Linked DNA regions of Ovis aries: region 1 is linked to region 2. The links are chromatin contacts, called in public Hi-C maps. All regions are on one chromosome and are shown on one strand. The core of a region is the stretch at or near the end of the contact, and the rest is flanking DNA. Distances in the headings are between cores, read along the strand shown. Region 1 holds the start of CD59 (CD59 molecule (CD59 blood group)). Region 2 overlaps KIAA1549L (KIAA1549 like).

What was found. Hi-C and Micro-C count contacts between places; a contact is called where the count stands out from the background.
Region 1: a contact with region 2 is called in a Hi-C map of liver, with 2.9 times the contacts expected there. The contact joins the promoter of CD59 here to the enhancer-like site in region 2. A contact is called at or near these places in 2 of 16 Hi-C or Micro-C datasets (liver and tail adipose tissue).

Annotation. Positions count from the first base shown.
Region 1 is chr15:63,181,569-63,184,377 of ARS-UI_Ramb_v3.0, reverse strand. CD59 (CD59 molecule (CD59 blood group)) reads left to right here and starts at 1,322. Exons shown (of 4, transcript XM_015101109.3): 1 at 1,322-1,360.
Region 2 is chr15:63,017,595-63,020,294 of ARS-UI_Ramb_v3.0, reverse strand. KIAA1549L (KIAA1549 like) reads right to left here. Exons shown (of 21, transcript XM_042233338.2): 10 at 1,316-1,487. Among named protein-coding and RNA genes, the nearest start is that of C15H11orf91, 120 kb to the left of the region's middle. Within about 2 kb of position 1,369, at least 5 of the 54 cell types and tissues checked have an H3K27ac peak or open chromatin away from gene starts, as enhancers often do. A contact at or near this core is called in liver, where this site is marked.

The DNA.
Region 1 (2,809 bases), core at 73-2,572, 160 kb before region 2:
ATGCACAGAAAATGCATGTGAAAGAGCTCTGTAAACAATCAGGAAACACACATATTAGCTGATTTAAGCACACTGTAATATCAGGGCTTCCCTGATAGCTAAGTCGGTAAAGAATCTGCCTGCAGTGCAGAAAACCCAGGTTTGATCCCTGGGTCAGGAAGATACCCTGGAGAAGGAAATGGCAACCCACTCCAGTGTTCTTGCCTGGAGAATCCCATGGACAGAGGAACCTAGTGGGGTCGCAGTCCATGGGGTCACAAGAGTCAGACACGACTTAGCGGCTACACCACCACCACCACGACTGTGATATTAAAGCAAATCCTGATTTGAGACTCCAGTTTGTATAGAGAAAAACCAAGATTAAGGCACCACCATATGAAATTCATTCCATGACACCCCAAAGCCATCAGAGGATCATGGTAGAAGGTACATGTCATGATGAGTTATACAATTTCCCCTCCTTGAACTTCATCTCAGCAGAGGTCAATCTCTTGGAAAAAGAATGTACCTCTGGCCTGCTTTCCCAGCTCTCCTTTGCAGGGCTCTCATTAAGGCAGTTCCGGAGCGGATGCTGACAAAGTGATAAGTGAAAACTTCAGATTATTATCTTCACATAAAAGTAACATTCTAAATGGTGATACTGGCCCCAGACTGGCTAATATACGCTTTTAAGATCACAAAAGGGAATACCCCTGCGAGCCAGTGGTTAGGACTCCATGCCTCTCACTGCCAAGAGTCCAGTTCCATCTCTTGTCGCGTAACTAAGATTCCACAAGCTGCGTGGTGGACCACGCCCTGCGCAGCTCCACCCCCAACCCCCCCCCCCCGCCCCCGCAAAAAAAAATCCACAAAAATTTCATCTCGCTTCCAAACAAGACACAAGGCACCAGATGTGGCTATGGCTGAAGGGTCTTTGTGGGTTACCAGAGCCCGAGAGCCGAGAGAAGCCTGGCCAATGGGAGTTTGGCATGGGCACGCAAACATTTTGAAAAACATTTTTATATTTTTTTGTAAACAAAATTCCTAAGTCCTGGAATTTTTTTTTTTAATAACAAATCCAAAGGAGGAAGGGCATCATAAACTTTACGTTTTCAGCTTTTTAACATAAAGAACTTCACCTAATCCTAGTCACGAGTCTTTTTCTGCACCGTGGCCTAGACCCCTTGCTTGCCCGCAGCCGTGTGACCTTGGATTGGCCACTGCGGCGCGCAGAGCTCGGCGGCGGGCGGGGCTCGGAGGGGAGGGGGCGGGGCCGGCGGGCGGGGGCGGGGCTCGCCTCCCTCCCAGCCCAGGCGATAAAGAGGGGCTGGGCTGTTGTCGCAGGTTCTGCGGCGCTGAAGCGGAGGCGTGTGGCGTTTAGGTAAGGTTGGAGGGTCGGGGAGCCGCGCTCCGAGCCCGGCGCTGAGACGCTTGACCCGCTGCTCTAGCAGCTGGGCCGCGGGACTGAGGGGTTTGGAGGGTCCGAGCTGGCGCGCTTACCCTGCGCCGACCTCCGCGCTGGGGGACGGCGAGCTTCGGCGCCCTTCCTTCTTCGCCCGCCCTTCCGGCGTCTTTTGTATACAGCGAGAAGGGAGCTGACGCATTCCCCGTTCCGCGCGCCCCCGCCACCCCCCGCCACCCCCCCACCCTCCCTCCCCCCCCCTCCACCCCCCCCCCGCCCAGCCCCCAGTCCCCGGGAATACCTTCCGAACCTCGATTCTGAAAAGGAGCTCTTGCAATTTAGGGAAAACAGATCGCACCTTGAAAGGAGGTTATAACCCCATCCCTGAGTGTCGACATTCTTCTCTTACCCTGGAAGTCTAAATTTTGAAATTTTAAAAAGCAAGGTGGGGTCGTAACTTAGACATTTCAAGTACGATGTTGGTTTTCTTGGGCCGGCCTGGGCCGCACCCTTCTTGGAGTCTGACGGCTGACTTTTAAGGAGACGTTAAGTAGTGATTTTCTCCATGGATCCTGGAAGGGTACCAAGTAACGTTCTATTTCTCCTCTGACGCTTGTGAGTTCTCCCCTTTAGCCCGCTTCCCACACGAAAAAGAGATGGGCTTGGTGACTCACTTTGGCAGTAGCTGGGTGACTTATTTGAAAATGCAGTGTGGCCCGTTGCCACCTTGTGAAAACTGGTGCAGGAGGCTTCCTCCCGTTTTGCTTTTGACCAGTGCTTGCCTTCTTTTTCCTTCCTGTAATGCCTTATGTCCACTTTAAAAGTGCCTCTTGCTGTGGCCAGCTGATTCTTTTAAAAATCCTCTTCTTGGCCGACTTTTAAAAGATACCAGGGGGCCCCAGCGGAGACCTGCCTACCGCTCTCAACTGCAAGAACTCTGTGCTGTGTTTAGTTCCTCAGTCATGTCCGACTGTGACCCCGTGGACTGCAGCCCTCCAGGCTCCTTTGTCCATGGGGATTCTCCAAGCAAGAATACTGGAGTGGGTTGCTATGCCCTCCTCCAGGGGATCTTCCCAACCCAGGGATCGAACCCAGGTCACACGCATTGCAGGGGAATTCTTTATGGACTGAAAGGGACGTTCTTTATCGACCACCAGGGAAGCCTGCATTAACTGTTTCATTCTAAACAGATCAGCCCATAAATTTTACAAAGCTAGAGATGTAGCCCACACCATATCAGAGTAGCTTGTGATTGACAGACATTTCTCAAAAAGGAGGAGACCTCAAATACAGGTGAGATAATCCAAAGATTACTTTGTTTAATTGTGAGAATCACAGATCAGAGAAACAGCTCTTCCTTTTTTTTTTTTTTTTTTTTAGAGAAACAGCTCTTCCCTACCTCTTCGCTCTACCTTATCTAGTTTCATC
Region 2 (2,700 bases), core at 120-2,619:
AATCTCCCTAGATAATGGGTACTTTCAATGATACTATTTCCCCACACAGAAATCTCCAATAGCTCCCCAGAACCAATCTCATCACTGTACAATCCCTTCTCTTGCCATGCAAGGCCTGAGTCTCCTAAGCAATGCTCATTTCTACCCCCATCATCTCCTCCTCATGCTTCAGTACTGCAGGAAACTTGACTCCTTTTTTTCAAGCACCACTGGTACTTCTCACTTCCTTTCTATTGCTCCTGCTGCTTGCTCTTTCTGGACTATACCCTCTTCCCCACCCTCGGCTGGAATCATAGCGTACAATACAGTTACAAACACACTTTTGAACTCAGATTCAGATTCCTGTCTTGGAATTCATACCAGATCAAGTACTAATTCTGTGATGTGGAGCAAATTAGTTAACCTGTCTTAGCGTAGGTTTCTTCATCTGTAACTGGGAGCTAAATAAAGTTGCCCCAGAGAAATAGAGAAAAATTATGTAAAGCAATAAGCATAGTAGCTGCCATGGGGAGGACCCTCAAAAAGGCAGTTATTATGTTTCATACCCTTTCTCTATTAATTCTTCCCAGATACCCCTTGAGAGCAATCTGTCCCTCTGTTGAGCCCTGTATCAATCACATTGTCTCCTCGAAGCATCTCTGCATTCTACCCCTTTATATCTGCATCAACAGCTTCTCTGCTCCTTAAAGGCAGGGATTTAGCAAGTCTTGCCCACTTCTCTGAGTCCTCCAGCACAGTTCATGTAGGACTCTGGAAAGTTTACTGAATCAAATTACCTTTAATTCCCCAGCAGACAAATACAATCTCAGCAGTGGTGATTTTTCTAGCTGCTCACAAGACTATACTGAGGAGGGAGAGCGGGTAGGACCTGGGGCAAAGCAGTATTACCATCACCCTAGTATCCAAAACACATCCCTTCCCCAAAACCCGATAGCTACCTCATATCAGGGCTTCCCTGAGAGCTCAGCTGGTAAAGAATCTGCCTGCAATGCAGGAGACCTGGGTTTGATCCCTAGGTTGGGGAGATCCCCTGGAGAAGGCAAAGGCTACCCACTCCAGTATTCTGGCCCAGAGAATTCTGTGAACTGTATAGTCCATGGGGTCACAAAGAGTCGGACACGGCTGAGTGACTTTCACTTTCACCCAAAACCTATTGCTTTAAACAATATAGGAAACAGCTGGTTGGTTTGAGAACCTTGCAGAATAGAAATATTTTTAGCTCTGGGTCTACTAACATGAGTTTAGGGACTCACTTGGATGAACAGGAAATATTTGCTGATGTTAAAAATATTGAATGGAAAGACTGTCCCCTTACGGTCAGCTTGCAGAAGAACAACATGGTGCAGAGTCAAGGCCATCCTTTGGGAGTCAATGGTGCTCAGGATCTTGGCAGCTGCAGTCCCCAGCAGAGGCTTCCCATTGTACAGGGTGTAGTAAGTCAGCTCCGCAGGGTCCTTGGGTCCCGGCACCCGCTGCATCTTTACCATCTTTCAGAAAAAGATAGGCTTTGTTTACAGGGCATCGTGTATCAGCTCTGCAATTACTCACGTGATCAGCAGGCTCACTCCCGACTGTGAAGCCTTCTGCAGCTGAGTAGACCCATAACAGATATTTAAGGCGTCAACCTTCGTGTACCTCCCTAACACCGACGTCTCAAGAAACCCTACTATCGCTGGAAGAGGAAGGCAGGGAGGAGAAAACAGTCTTGAAAATACAAACTTCTGGGAAGAACAGTTTGAGACAGAGAAGAAACGCTGAAATGGTCAAGTCTCCAGCTTCTAGAGAACTCTGGCCTCATTTGAAAATAGGCCTCCACATGAATTCAGGGCATGTTAGGTTATGCTTAGACAAGATTTCTAATTTCAAATTCCTGCAATTGCCAGAGAGGGGAAAAAAAATGAACTTCTATGTTTGCAATTCAAAAGGTCTCTGATAAAAGCAAGGTTTGGAGACTCAAAGTTCTTTTTCTAAAATAACCTTTGTTGCTTTTTCTCACTGCACTACAGAGAATTTGAAAATACAGAAAAGCATCGAGAAATGAAATAAAATATAAACAACCTGTAACCCCTCCTCTACAAGCTAATTACTATCATCATTTTAGAGTATTTGCTACTATTTTTTTTCCACACAAGTCTCTTATCATTTTACAAAATTATTTATCATACTTTCTATATAATATTATATATTGCCATTTTTACTTACATCCATAGGGGCTTAATTATAATAAAAGCATAAATGTTAATTTCTACATGGCATTCCAAGGCATGCCTCATAAATTTACTCACCCAATCCTTTATTGTCAAACACCTAGATTGTTACTCATTTTTCAGTATTGTAACTAACAATTGATAATCACACATAAAACATAAATTTTAATACCTACATAATGTTCTACTGTGTGCATGTCTCATAAACTTAACTAAACCTTCATTTGTGGACATTTAGGTTGTTATCAAGTTTTCACTAGCATAATTCACCATTGATAAATATGGCATCATATAAGTATTTCCCAAAGTATATCTTACAGATTATGAGTTTCACAGGATATCAAAAGAGGTAACAAAAACGTTTATAGCAGCATTGTTCATAATAGCAAAAAAAAATACAAAAATTCAGAAGTCACTAACAGTAGGATGGATAAATGAATTATAGTACTGTTGCACAATTAAATATTATAGAGTAGTAGAACTAAGGCTCTTT